Regions from separate parts of the Mus musculus genome. Here region 2 is linked to region 1. Evidence: chromatin contacts called from public promoter capture Hi-C data. All regions are on one chromosome and are shown on one strand. The core of a region is the stretch at or near the end of the contact, and the rest is flanking DNA. Distances in the headings are between cores, read along the strand shown.

The links. Promoter capture Hi-C pulls out the DNA fragments that hold promoters and counts their contacts.
Region 2: a promoter capture Hi-C map of neutrophils shows a contact between it and region 1. The contact joins two enhancer-like sites. A contact is called at or near these places in 4 of 39 promoter capture datasets (frontonasal cranial neural crest, hippocampal neurons, neutrophils and 1 more) and 1 of 115 datasets of contacts at active chromatin or transcription factors (large pre-B cells).

Annotation. Positions count from the first base shown.
Region 1 is chr7:83,084,842-83,092,306 of GRCm38.p6, reverse strand. No RefSeq gene overlaps it. Among named protein-coding and RNA genes, the nearest start is that of Gm36817, 51 kb to the right of the region's middle. Within about 2 kb of position 2,491, at least 57 of the 459 cell types and tissues checked have an H3K27ac peak or open chromatin away from gene starts, as enhancers often do. A contact at or near this core is called in neutrophils, where this site is marked.
Region 2 is chr7:83,655,793-83,663,257 of GRCm38.p6, reverse strand. Il16 (interleukin 16) reads left to right here. Exons shown (of 19, transcript NM_001360087.1): 11 at 107-194; 12 at 1,973-2,460. Among named protein-coding and RNA genes, the nearest start is that of Stard5, 28 kb to the right of the region's middle. Within about 2 kb of position 3,732, at least 149 of the 459 cell types and tissues checked have an H3K27ac peak or open chromatin away from gene starts, as enhancers often do. A contact at or near this core is called in neutrophils, where this site is marked.

The sequences.
Region 1 (7,465 bases), core at 1,242-3,741:
GCCATCACAGTGCTAGGTATCCATCACTCTGGGTGGTCCGGGTGACAGTCACATCCATCGAATGGTCAGCTGTGCCTGATAAGTCACTCTGCCTAGTTTCCCTGGTATGATTTTAATACACTCACGAACTTCCATACTCTCAGTTCAGCCTCAGATAAAGTTAGAGGGTGGCTCCCTCTTTTACTCCCAGGCATACATCATTGTCTGTCTGTGTTTGCTGAGTAGCTCCTGACAGACGATGCAGTTTCTGAGTCCACCCTGGAGCTATAACCATCACTCTCCCTCAACACTGAATCAAAAGCTGCTTGAAAATGAAGTCTCCTAAGGCAAGGCCCAGCCTGAGAAATCACTGTTTTATGCATACCCTGATCTCCACAGTCATGCTGGCAATAAGTAAGGGCTCGGTCACTTATTTTCTCAGGCTTTTGTATAACTACTATTCACACTGCAGGGCTAGAAAGTGGAAAGACAGATGACCTGGGAGAGGTTGTAGAAACAGTGGGAGACAAGTCTGGGCATGACCAGACACCTCCATGGCATGTCTTATAATCCGTGTTTCCGTAAGACAAGAGTAAGGGCTCTAAAGGTTTGAATCTAGCCTGTGGCGTGGACGTGGCGGCAGGGGTTGCATGAAAATGAGGCGATCTCTTTATGAAATAGCTTCTTAGAGCCTTCACCATACTCTCTGTGCATCTCCAAGGCAGATGATAAAGTGCACCTTCTACCAACTATGTGATGAAGGGGTCCTTTCTTCTTCACGGAATATCTCAAAAGACTAAATCCCTAATACATACTTCTTGGAAGTGCAGGCGAAAGCTGAGAGATGCCATTGCACACCCCACATGGAAGGATTAACCCTCATCCCCTCCCTTCCCTGCCCAGGTACACCTGAGACAGTGTTCGCTTCCCTCTACCATGACCGGGAGACTCCTAAAGTCAGAGCCGCTTCTGATTTATTTTAATAATCTCTGCATTAGCAAGCCAGAACACCTTGCATTCAGTAGACACCCATGTGTTTGATGAAGAAGAAAATGATCACATCTAACCCATTTCCATGTAAGAGCAACAAAGATCCATTAAGAGCAACAAAGATTGGTTATCTGTCCTACCCACCCCCCTTCCCCAATGAAAATCTCGAGCATTCTTTTTGGGTTGTTTTGATGGTGGTGTGGAAAACCAGACAAGGCCTGGATCTCCCATGAGAGTCAGTTTGTTAAAAGTAGAAAGGGCAGAGAGAAAGAGGAAAGAAGTCTTAGAATAGGGCAGCTTTTATGACGGAAAGGGACATCCATTTCCCATGCTATCGAGACAAACAAATGAAAAATAAAACCAAATGGTGACCAGGTAGTGGAGATCCTAGAACTCACCACAGTAATGGCATGAATGTAAAATGGCACAACCAAAGGAGACACGAGAGTGGTAGAAAACAATCAAAATGACAACTTCCAAAAGACCAACAACACAGTCACCACAGCAGCCAGCGAAGCCACTTCCCCACATGCACTCTAAAGAATGAAAACAGTGTATGGGAGCCATGTCTATACACCATAGTCCTCACATCATTCATAGTAGCCAGCAGACAGAGGGGACCTGGGGACCTACTGAAGTATGGTGGCTGGAAAAAGCATGGTCTACACAGTCAATGAAACATTGGTCAGCCTGGGGACAAGAGGAAATGTTGACACAAGTTACAACACAGATGAAACCCCAGGGACAGGACACTGAAAAAAAAAAGCCAAGCAAAGAGAAAAAGCATGCACAGTTCCATATGTACAAGGTGCCTAGAGTGGTCAGCTCCAAGCATCAGACAACAGTGTGTGATCTCCACTATCTTCCACTATCTTCCAGGGATGGGGAACAAAGTATCATTGTTGTTTCACGGATATATAATTTCAGTACTTCAAGAGGAAAAAGCGGCTGGGTGTTAGTTACATAATATCACTGAACTGTGCATTTAAAACGGACTGATGCTAAATTTTCTGCTATGCATATTTTATCACAAATTCTAAAAAAGAGGAATGTTAAAGACATACTAGCTAGAGCCCAGCACCTTACTTATTGATGTTTCATTTTATTTGCATGTGTTTTTGGGGGGGGGAGGTGTTCCAGTGCATGTGCAGAGGCAGAGGACAAGTTGCAGGAGTTAGTTCTCGCTTCTATCCCTTGAGTGCTGAGGACAGAATTCAGGTCATTAGGCTTAAACAGTTTTACCTGGGAGCCCTGCATCTGACACACGGAGAAGCAGAGACTTAAGGACGCATCACAAAGGTGTCAATCCTCGGGGGTTCAAGTGCTATCAAGGCTAGAAGTGCAAACTGTCATTTATTAGTGACATCATGAAGTTTTTCTAAGGAAATGCCAATTGCTTATTAGATTGTCCACCTACTTGGAAATAAAATGGGACTAAGGGCATTTGAGCTGTCACTCCTGAGCTCCCTGGCCACACCCCCGTCTTACATCATCTGCTGCTCTGTGGAACTTCCTATCCAGCTGGTGCCTAGGCCCTCTGGTAGGGAAGAACTCCATAAATGTCCAGTTCTGAATGCATCAGTCTGTACCAGACCCACAAAGGATGACGCTCACAGCAGAGAAACTGCAATTTCCGTTTCTTGCCTGTTTGCTGGATCCATTTCCAGCAGTCTTGGTGAGAGCTGAAATCAAAACCCTGACTTTTATCCAAATCTAGGATAAATCGGCAGCAACTGCTGACGTCCCCCGCCAAGGTGCAAGGCTGCAGTCCTGAAATGTGAGGAGGAACAAAGGCCAGGAGGCTGGAATGGCTCGCCACTGTCTGAAATATCTTGTTACCGTTCCATGGAGTCCCCTGTGTGCTGATTGGGAGGAACCTCCACCAGGGGCAGGGAGCAGCCAGGGGGAATTCAGCAGCTAAACAAGGGGAGGAAGGGGGGCCTCACTAGTTCTCTCAAAGTTCTCCTGAGGTCAAGGGGATTTGCCTGTAGGCAGGAATGTCTGCTGAGAACAAATCTGGCCACAGGTGGAGTTCCCACTGTTCTCTAGAAAATGGGAAGTCTGAGCCAGCTCTGTGTGAGTTACCAGGGGAGCTCCATGCCTACCTCTGTCTGCTGGCTCTGCACTCCTGCCTTCTGGACAATTGACTGATAAGATTTTAAGCTGAAAGAAGGGACCCTGTGTGTGTGTGTGTGTGTGTGTGTGTGTGTGTGTGTGTGTGTGTGTGTGTGTGTGTGTTTGAGTGTGTGTGTATGTGTCACATGCATGTGAAGGCGCTTGTGCATGTTCGTTCACAGGTATGTGAATTCATATACATCAGGAGACTACATAAGGACAGCAGGACAGCATGTGTCCAGCTCTAGTACTCTCTCTCTTACTCCCTCAAGACAGTCTCTCACAGAATCTCAACCTTGCCAATTTTTGGGTAGGCTAGACTGACTGGCCACGGCACCCCTGTCAGGAAACCTCCTGTTTTGACAAGTCTCCCCTCGAGCACTGAAGTTACAGGCATATACAGTCATGCCTAGATTTTACATGAAAGGTGGGGATCTGAACCCAGGCACTTGTGTCCGCACAGCCATCTTATCCACTGCACCATTTTCTCAGCTACTGATATCTCTCAGTAAAATTCATTTTTACTCGTCCAGTTCTCATACCTAAGTGAGCAGTGGAAGATACAACAAAAGGAGTTGCACCACTGGAAAGACACGAAGCTCAAGAAATCCCTGTGAAGGTCTTAAAGGACAAAGGCAGCCTTTTCATTCTGCCCAGTGCCCTGTCATGGGCACATTTGTGTTCCCTTCACACTTGACTAGAAGCCACTGGCCTTGAAGATGATAGTCAAGTTACTTGCAGCTGAGAAAGGTTACAATAGCCACACAATAGCATTAGTTTGTGAGGGCATCGGGGATAGAAGCCTTCTGAGACTCCCCCAGACATCTTGTTTGCAATGTGAGCTGTCTGCACGAAGCACTGTGGCTGCTAGGATGCAAACACACAGTGCAAGCAGGCAGGAGCCCTCTCCCGGGACAGCTGTCGTGCACACATCCATCCAGGTTAACAATAAGACATTCATTTCTATTGCTGTCCAGCAACTAAAGTGAAGAGTAACATGAAATTCACCCATGTCTTATTAACTCTCAAAGCTAAGCACTCAACTAGCCCTGTCCTTTTCTAAAAATAAACTAGAAAATAGCCTTTCAGGGGAAAAAAAAACCTGTCTAGATGTATATCAGCCCTGGTCCTGGTGTTGCCAGTGCACCATCCCATACCCTACCCAGTCTCCTTCCAGATGCAGAAAGCTTTTGTCTACCTACAGCCATGTTCAGCTCTGGGCAAAAGCCAGCCCAGAGCAGGAGAAAGGATGAGCTTGGGGTAGGCAGGGACGGCTTGTCTCCTCTGATGTGTATGGTCATCAAAGCCTGTGCTCTGTAGTCCTGTGTAATCAGGCAAGCATGTGTGTACACATGAACACACACACACATGCACATGTACACACATGCACTCACACAGACACACGCATGCACATATACATACACAAAAACAAGCATACACATACTCACACGAGGCAGCACTCGGAACACACAGTTCAAAGAAGTCAGGCACATATTAAATATCAAGTAAGACATACAAATGAGAGTCTATGCTCTTCTCCTGAATGAGAGTTGAGCTTCAAGTAAGAGGAAGGAAGTAATTTGGAAACCCTCCAAGTGAGGACTGCTTTCTTCTCTAATTCCACCCTGAGGTGTCAGTATTTGATTAGTTTGCCACGATGTGTTACCCTAACCACTCTTTTTTGAAGTGGAGACCATTTGGATTGAATATTATTTTATGTATCAGAAAAAGATCACTTCCAAGTAAATTTTGACATGCTACCAAGTTCCAAGAAATGTTCGAATATGAAGGGAATGACTTAGAAATGATAGAATAATGGGAATTTATTTTAAAGATGGGAGGAGGAGAGAAGGTCGGGGTGGCTACAACTGGCAGTGAACCTCAGACACAAACCCAACTGTATCCAACTCCAAGGTCAAGATTCCTTTTACAGAACAAAAGCTCCACGTTCTACACAGCAAAGCCAAGATCTTAGAACAAACTCAGTAAATAAGCAACCTCCCAGAAGCTACCAGACTACTAATCTAACAGAGTCCATTGCCTCCACAGAGAGCAGCGTTGGGGTCAGGCAACCTCCCTCACCAGGACTGGCTTCTATCTCCTCCCCTCGGCTGTGCACTGAAGGTCCACTGTGTCTCAGCCTGCCCTGACGGCAGGTGCTCCAGGGCAGTGTGGCCAGATAAGTATAAAAGTTCTTGTCTGTTTGTCTAGTCCAGTGGACCAGGATTCTCAGCAGACAGGAACTGATGGTGTTCGGGGACCAATAGACTATCTGTGATGAGTGTATTTCTGCACACTGTGGGTGTTTTCCAGTACCCCAGCTCCACTCAAAAGATATCAATTCCCAGATATTGCCAAAAATCCCTCCAGATATCCTCAATTAAGATCTGGTGTAGCATACAATTTCCAGCCTCTTTAAGACTTAAAAATATTTTCAAGATGTCTCCCTAGTGCTTTGCACCAGCAGTGAGAGTGTGGATGTTTCACCTCCTTCCCATTTAGATACAGGGAAAAGAAACCAGACTTGTGGGAGGGGAAGGCAGGAGGGTCAGGAGTTCAAGGCCAACATCAGCTACCTAGAGAATCTGAGACCAGCCTGTGCTGTACAAAACCCTGACTACAGGAAAGGAAAGTCACACAAGTTTCCATGTGCTTCAAGTCCATTTTGCACTCGGGGTAAGTAGTGTCCAAAGAAGGGTCCTTGTTTCCCATCATGCATTCTGTCAATAGCATGTTCATTTGTCCTTTTTTCTTATTCTACCTGCAACCCACTTCCCAAGGGTCAAGCTGCATGTTTCAACCCTACACCAGGTGCCGTGAGAGGAAGCTTAGCTCTCATTCCCTGGACATACATGAAGCACATGGAACTTGTGCTACAGATTAAAACCCAAAGCCCCTAAAACAAAACATCCCCAGCCACCCCAGTCTAGGCTTGAACCTGCTTCTCTCTTTGACTTTCCCACCTAGAAGCCTACCGGTCTAAAGAATGGCTGGGCTAAATTAAAAGCGCTGTGTAGATTCCAGAGAGTGCATTCCCCTAGATGAGATTTGAGACATTGAGCCGAGTCCTCATTCACTCCTTCAAGTGAGTCCCTGAAGCATGAATTTAGAAAGGACTAAATAGTCTTTGTATGATTTTAATGATTATTGGTTTGTATTTTCTTTCTTGTCAAATTGCCTAGAGGCATGAAGTGTATTAATAACTCTACAGTATGGCTAAGCCAGCTCACTGGAAAATAAAGTCCTACCCTCATCTACACATGAGGCATTTATTCCCATGGTTATGCAAATTACCCTGCAGAATCATAAAGAGAGCCAGCTGAGGTCTGAGAAACTGAGAATATGTAGTCACGAGGAAAGGGTTTCTGTTAAATAGAAAATAATAAATTCTTGACCTGTTTATTCCTTCATTCATCCCTTTATTTATTATTCATTAAAGAAATATTAAGTCCCCATTCCAAGCTAGACACTGCACTAGGGACCGAGGAGATAATAGAAGCAATTCAGGCATGTCCTCAGAAAGCCTGAGCCAGGCTGGGGAAGCAGAAATGAGTGCTACCGAGTGAGGTGGCTATTGTGACAAGGAAAATATAGGCAACGTACACAAGGAAAGGAAGCCATCTGGTCTTGGGGAGATGGGAGATCTGTGGCTGGGATATGAGATCACCACAGACAGGCTCATGAGCTAGGTGCTTGGCCTCCTGCTAGTGGTATTATTTGAGGAGGTGGTAGAAGATGTTAGGAGGTGGGCCCGATGGAGGAAATAGGTCACTGAGGATATGACACACCCAGTCCATCCTGGGATAAACAGCTTTGCACTCGACCATTCCCACAGCCGTGATGTTTTTGCCTCACTACAGGTGTGGATTCTACAGATCCAAGGACTGTAGGCTCCATAACCATAAGACAAAGCAAATATGATTTTCCCTTAAAGGTGTTCTCTTGGTAGGGGTGGAGTGATAGCCTCACAGTTAAGAGTACCCTCTCCTCTTCCAGAGGAGCTGAGTTCAGTTCCCAGCACCGAAGTTGGACTGCTCACAACCACCTGAACTACAGCTCTGGCAGATTGGAGACTCTATCTGGCTTCTGTGGACACCTGAACACACACACACACACACACACACACACACACACACACACACACACACACACACAAGAAAAATAATAAAAATAAGTCTATTTTTAAAAAGATGTTCTCACCTGAGTTTTGGTCACGAAAGCTAAGCAGAGGAGAAGAGGAGAACAGGAAGGTTCCCTGGAAGAAGGAAGCCTTATGTTGAAATTGGAAGGTAGAGTAACTCTGTCGAGCATAGCCAAGCAGTGCAGGAGGAACAAAGTGCTCCAGGCAGAGAGAACTTCCAACCCCAGGCTGTTGCATGCT
Region 2 (7,465 bases), core at 2,483-4,982, 570 kb before region 1:
GCAGAGTGGAAAGTGAAGCCATGCATGGACAACAGCAGGTTCAGACTTTGGAATCTGCTGCGCCTGCCTTTGCTTCTTGCTTGAGGTGGTCGTGGATGTTTTCCAGGTTTCTGAACAGCAACTCAAGGAAGCTGTGGCTCAGGCTGTGGAAGGCGTCAAGTTTGGGAAGGACAGGCACCAGTGGAGCTTGGAAGGTAAGGGAAGTGGTGAAGGTTGATTTGAGAAACTTTATCTCCTGAGAAAGCTTGGGGTTTGGCCATTAACCCGCCCTCTACCTCAGCACTATGAGAGCAGTCTTGGTAAGTGTGCTTGATACTAGATGATAGTTGAAAGGCAGGAGCCTGCCAGGGAAATTTGGCTCACATTTTTTTTTCCTGCGTGGGCAAATTTAAAAGTGGCAGATGCTCCGCAGTCAGTTCCATCCCTTTCATTGTCTGCCAGAGGTAGCTGTAGGCCTTGCCTAGATAGTGCCCCAGTAGGCTTCAAATTTGCAGTCCCTACTCTGTAATAATAAGCACTGGTAATTACTAATTAATCTTAATGTAATGTATTATTTCACTACATCCTCACATCTAATTTTTATGTACATATTATCAAAATAAGCAAGGCCCTGGAAGATGCCTTGCCAGTCATGTTACCAGTCCATGGAAAAACTGGTCAGGGACCTGGCTTGCTAGGTGGTTCCTGTGCTTAGCCTTTGGGCATTAGCCAGGTCACCTTGGAACATCCATATGCAAGGACAACCTGATATTGTCAAGGAAGCTGAAATATGTGGGAAAATATTCAGAGGAGATGGCAGGACCCCATTTTATTTCCGCTATGTCCTACTCAGGGCTCTACACATCCCATATGCACAGAAGCACAGGGGAGTGACAGGGAATCCCTCCCATCCCCAACACTGTCACTCGCTGTTCTTAATAGTGGAAGAGGAGAAGATGATCAGATGCAGGGGGATGTTAGCTTTTATGCCTTCCTTCAGTGATTTAGGTCTCTCAAATAAAGATGTGTTATTCTGTGACCAAGATAGAGCAAAAGCTTTTCCTTTAAAGTGTGTTTGGACTGGAGTCTCACTCACTTTGATGTTTTCTCATAAGGGTCCCTTTAGCTCTCCTGGTTCTACTGAATGAATCCATAAGTCACTAGGTCTCTGTGGCTCCCATTGCCTTGAGTTGCAGCTTCAAGAAAGGGGTACCTGTGACCATTTGTCACTAGGAAGAACTAGAAAGCATCTTAGAGATGTGCCAATGCCACTGTTCAGGAAACCATGGGTGTGGAGTAAGAAAGGAAGGGAGGCAGGCGGGCTGCATCTGCCCCTCTTTTGTTGGAAGATGGTACCCCTTCAGGTGTAAGGTTCAAAGCACCTCCAAATGTTTTCTTTCTTTGCTCTTGAACTTCAAAGAGAGCTTAGCAGGTAGAACTGCAGCTCCTTTCACACAAGCAGAAGTGGAGTGTTAGGCTCATCCCAGATAGCGCGTAGCACATAAGATATAATTTAGATTTCCTTGGGATCTGCTCCTATAGAGGGAGTTTAATAGAGGAGTAGAGTTTGGTGGAACTGAGATCAGACAGTGCTGGGGCTCTGCAGCTAGCATGATCTACTCAAGTCAGAATGAGTTGGCAGGAATGGGTAGATCTGTATAAACTGCCCTCACCTCCACCAGACCCTGAAACTAAAATCCCTCCCACATTGGCATGGTAGCTCACCAGTCTTCCCACAATTGGGGCACTGAGCTCTTGCATGAATAGTAATGCTGTGTGGTATGAGTGGTGTGTCCCTGTGGCTGTCACATGCAGGCTCAGAAAGGTTGAATGATGCTCTTAACTCAACGTTAGAAAACTCATCGGAGTCTGAACCCAAGGCTACCCAGGCTACGAGTCTTCTACTAGAGCAGTTGGATGCACAGGGTGCTGCCTGTGGTCCACCTGGTCTTTTGAGGCTCAGTTTGAATGTTTCCTTGTGCTTACCATGCAGGTGTCAAAAGGCTGGAGAGCAGCTGGCATGGGCGGCCTACCTTGGAGAAAGAACGTGAGAAGCACTCAGCGCCCCCACATCGAAGGGCCCAGAAGATCATGGTCCGATCCAGCAGTGACAGCAGCTACATGTCTGGGTCACCAGGGGGAAGTCCCTGCAGTGCAGGTGCGGAGCCACAGCCTTCTGAGAGGGAAGGCAGCACACACAGTCCCAGCCTGTCCCCAGGGGAGGAGCAAGAGCCGTGCCCAGGGGTCCCATCCAGGCCTCAGCAGGAGAGCCCACCCCTTCCTGAGAGCTTGGAAAGAGAGAGCCACCCACCACTGAGACTGAAGAAATCTTTTGAGATTTTGGTGAGAAAGCCGACATCCTCCAAACCCAAGCCTCCACCCAGAAAATACTTTAAAAATGACAGCGAGCCTCAGAAGAAACTGGAGGAGAAAGAGAAGGTCACAGACCCTTCTGGGCACACCTTGCCCACCTGCAGCCAGGTAGGAGGGTGTGCTCAGTGGGACGTGTGTCCCCTGCAACATGCAAAGCTGCTGCCCTTGAGCATTAGAAATGTCTGCAGGCTTCCTGTACTCTGGCATAGAGAAGCACTCTCTTTAAGCTCACTGTGCAGAGACATATGAAGCTTCGCAGAACCAAACCGGAAGTTCCGGGCCTGCCAACTGTTGGCAGTAACACTCGCGGGTCACATGGCTCACGCGCTGGTGTATCAGCAGCAGGGTTACTTTGTGGTGGGGAGGCTGAGTCCAGGAATCTGAGATGCTCTGCTAACCACAAGTAGTCACCCCAATAGCTAAAGCAGAGGGAGAATGATTGCTTGTGGGAGTACAAGATGTTCGCGAGAAATTAACTTTGCCTTCTGGAGGTGGGGAGACTCGGAAACCATCCTCTCTAAGTCTAGGTGTCCTTAGCTGCTACTTTGGGCTTTTTGAGTGGCTCCCTCTACAGGCTGTTGTGAGACTTAGATCTTCCCTTCCGTATATTGAAGACTCCAGCACCATAACTTCTCTTGGAGCTTCTTCCTCTAGCTTTACACCCAAAGGATGGTAGGTAGACAGGAAGGCAGCTGCTGAAACTTGAGCCCTTTCAACAAAGGACACTGTTTTAGGGTTTCTATTACTGTGAAGAGCCACCAAGACCATGGCAACTCTTATAAAGGACGTTTAATTGGACTTACAATTTCAGAGGTTTAATCTATTACTGTCATTGTGGAAAACATGACATCAGGTAGGCAGACATGGTTCTGGAGGGGCTTTGTTTTACATCTTGATCTACAGGCAGAAGGAGACTGCCACACTGGGCATAGCTTGAGCATATAAGACCTCAAAGCCCGCCTCCACAGTGACATACTTCCTCCAACAAAGCCACAACTACTCTAACAAAGCCACACTCCCTACTAGTGCCAGTGCCTATTGGCCAAGCACTTAAACACACAACTCTATGAGGGCTGTCCCTACTCAAACCACCATAGGCATTATGCTAGATATGTTCACGCACGTTGTTTTAGTTCATCCTTCCCCGGGTCTGAGGGTGAGATTCCCAGTTTCACAGAAGAAGAACTTACTTAAGTTTGTGTTGCTGAGGCGTGCAGTGAAGGCTGCTAGGGGTGAAGTAAGGCCTCTGGAAATCCCCTAGAAGAAAGCAGGAGATTTGTCAAACTGCCCATTGACAAGCTTCAGTGAGGTGGATGGGGAAGGAAATTCTTGAGTTCCTTGGTGAAGACACAGTGAAGGAGGAGCTGTGTTACCAAACAGGAAGTACAGACTTTCAGGCAGCTGAACGTGCCGGGCTGACTAGCAACCAGAGAGGGCGGGGTATCCTGTGAATGTGTTTCCCTGACTCCCCCTTCAGCAAACACTTCATTTGGATCTGAGGCAGAATCTAGAAGGCAAACCAGAAGGAAATGTTGAAAGGGTAGACATTTTGCTTTCCTCCTGCAGACCCAGGAAAGGAGAACAGGTGCCTTGATGAATCTCTTTGGCTTCCTGATTGGGTGGGGCCACATGTCGGGCAAGGAGCATTGCCAAGTAAGACAGCCAGGGGAGGAAGCAGGTGTTCTGTAGGGAAGGCCAGGCAAGGAGCCAAGGTATTTAAGACAGCACACAGACAAATATAAACACATGTATGTGCGAGCATGTGCACTCTCTCTCTCTCTCTCTCTCTCTCTCTCTCTCTCTCTCTCTCTCTCTCTCTCTCTCTCTATCTCTCTCTCTGATTTCTCTGTTCAGCATCCCACATCTTGAGCAATCTGCCCTGCCTTTGGCTTCCTTCCCTGTTCACACCAGCAATATGGTCCACACTAACACAAAGGCCGTTCTGTGGCTGCTCTTTTGTCCTCTCTGCATCATCCCACATGGCCAGTAGACCCTTCTGTAACTTATTCACTCAACCAACAGAGCATTGTTGTGCTGGCAGAGAGATCACAAAGACAGGCTTCTAGTCTGACAGAAAACAGGAAGCAGTTGACCTTCTACACCATTCTTAACAGCCTTGGCCACTCCCAGACCTTTCTCAATGGATCTTATTGCCTGTGATTCCATTTTCAACCCTTCTTCTCTCTCCCTTTTCTCCCTCTTCCCTTCTTTTTTCCTACCTTCTTCTCTTGTTTCTGTCTGTAGTCTTTTCTCTCTAGGGTCCTAAGACCCTTCTCAAGCAGATATGTACGACAGGTTACATTTAATGTAACTGAAGGTAACCCAATTTCCTGTACCCAAATGACCTTCAAGATACTTCCCATGAACCTGGAGAGATGACTCAGGATCACTGGCTGCTCTTCTAAAAGATCCAAGCTCCATTCCCGCACTTACACGGAGGCTAGTAATCACCGGTAACTCCAGTTCCTGTGGATCTGATGCCCAATCCGGCCTCTGTGGGAGCTCTGTGGGCACCCACACTGTCTTAAAATACCACTCACATTTAAGAAAATGATTTTGTATTCTCTGATTAGTCCCCATCTCTCATCCTCTTGCCTTACCTCCTCCCTCTCCCCTCATTCACCAAGTGCTGAGCCAGGGAACATTTGCCTGAATAAATTTTGTGTAGAAATCAAATTAAGTTTGGGATTAATTTAAAAGACCTTTTCCAAAGATAATGCAACGTAAGAGGTGTTGATTAAAAGGTAAAATGTGGGTTCTGAGAAGACAACTAATCAATAAAGGAGCTCCAGAGAACCATAAGGTCCTGGCCCAGTCCAAGAACCCACATCAAAAACAACATCACAAGACCAACATGGAAAGGCAGAGGCAGGCAAATCCCTGGGGCTGGTAGCCAGCCAGCTTTGCCTATTTGGGGCACTCTGAACCAGCGAGTGACCATCTCAAAACACAGGTATGTAGTTTCTGAGGAACAACACCTGAAGTCCCTTTGGCCTCTACACCCATATACTCACAGGAACAAGGACACATACATACAAGTACACATGAGGAAGAAAAAGGAGAGAAAAAGGAAGAGAAGAGAAGAGGAGAGGAGAGGAGAAGAGAAGAGAAGAGAAGAGAAGAGAAGAGAAGAGAAGAGAAGAAAGGGATAGCCACAAAATGGAATATTTCTCTGCTCTAAAGAAAAGTTAAATAAAAAAAATCAGAAAAAAAGTTTTTTCAGGAAAACAGATGACATAGAATGTATACTATTAACCCAAGCCATAGAGTCTCAGAAGTAAAGCACATGTTTATATGAGAGCATGTTGGATTTAGCCAATACTATATATACACATGTAAACAAATGTGTTGATATATCACACAAAGACAGAAAGAGGAAAGCTGAGTATAAGGGACAAGGAAGGATTGGATGCAGGTGGTGAGAACAAGTTGGAAAGGGGATGGAAAGTTGTAGTGATCATGTGATCGTGGATTTTTCTGCTTTGAGTGGCAAATAAGTACATACATTATATCTGACCCTGGAAATGTAAAATTTAATATGAAGCTTCACGGCTTTCATTTCAAAGCCCAATTCGAATTGTATATAAGTTGTATAGCCTTTGAGTCTGGTTAATTCTAGAGTGTGATTTTTTTTTTATTTCTTTGTAAGTTTTTTAAAATAAAAAACAAAACAAAGCAAAGTTCATTTAAAAAAAGAAAAGTGAGACAGACACACAGATATTGCTTTAGTTACTTTTCTATTATTGTAAAGAGACACCACAATCAAGGCAGCTTATAGAGAACAAAGAGCTTATTAGGCTTACAATTACAAAGGGTCAGAGTCCATGACCATAATGGCGAGGAGAATGTCAGTAGGCAGGCCTGGTGCTGGAACAGTAGCTGAGAGCTTACATGTTGAGACAACAATGCAGTAGAGGAGGGTGGATTGGAATGGTGTGGGCTTTTTAAACCTCAAAGCCCACCTCCAGTGATATACTTCCTCTAACAAGGCCACACCTCCTAATCCTTCCTAAACAACTGCACCAACTGGGGAACAAGAATTCAAATATATGAGCCTTGGAGGCCATTCTCAATCAAACCACCACAGACATACACTAAGGTCTTTTCTAAGATGGTTTGATGGCATTGGATATGCTTCTCTGTAAAATCATCCAACAATCTGTAGATATGGATGGCAGTCACCTCACAGAGGTGACTCCCGAATGCGCAGGACTTGAGAGCCACCCCAGCACAGTAAAATATTTCTCTTCCACACATGAATACATCAGAAGCATCACCTGAATGGGGCCCTGGCTTTGCCTTTTCTTCTAGAGGACACTATGCTTGCTGTCATGCATGGTTGCCTAGGGAAGTCTCAGCTTTGCTCTAGAACCAGATGCCAAGCATTTCTCTAGCAAGTCTTCTGTGCTACTGAGGTTCAATTTGCCCTCTGCTGACTCTGGACCTCTTGGTCCTGAAGCTCACTCTGGCTTTGTGGTAACTCTACCTAAATAGTAGGTGGATACTTGGTATCTGATCCAGCTCCTCATAGGGCTGTTTTAAGGAGAATTTCGAGACAGCAGCCCTCCTCATAGAGAAAGAAACTTCAATAAGTGTATGGTGTCACCCTAGGTGCTGCAGAGGGAAGCCCGAAGTTGGGTGCTGACTTGGCACTAAGCTTGAGAATCTCAGAGTGGAGCTCAGTTGGTAGAATGGTTTTTTTCTAGTAGAACAGAAGCCTGGATTTGACTTCCAACACTATATAAAACAATATGGTGGCACATGGCTTGAATCCATGCCCCTGGGATATTCTTAACTACACAGATAGCTTGAAGCTAATTTCGGATACCTAAGACCTTGCCTCAAACAAAATCAAAATTGGGGCTGGCAGGAAGGCTCAGTGGGTAATAGAGCTGTTGCTAAGCTTGATGATCTGAGGTCAGTCCTCATGTGGTGGAGGGAAAGGAGTGATTCCTACACATTGTCCTCTGATACTTAGGTTTGTGCTGTAAATACAATAACTAAACAAATGAAGAATGCTATTTAAAGAACTTAAAACCAGTGAGGTACGCAATGGATGTGCTTTTCTTCTGAGTGGGCTTAGGTCTTAACTTAGGCAACATTAGAAGACAGT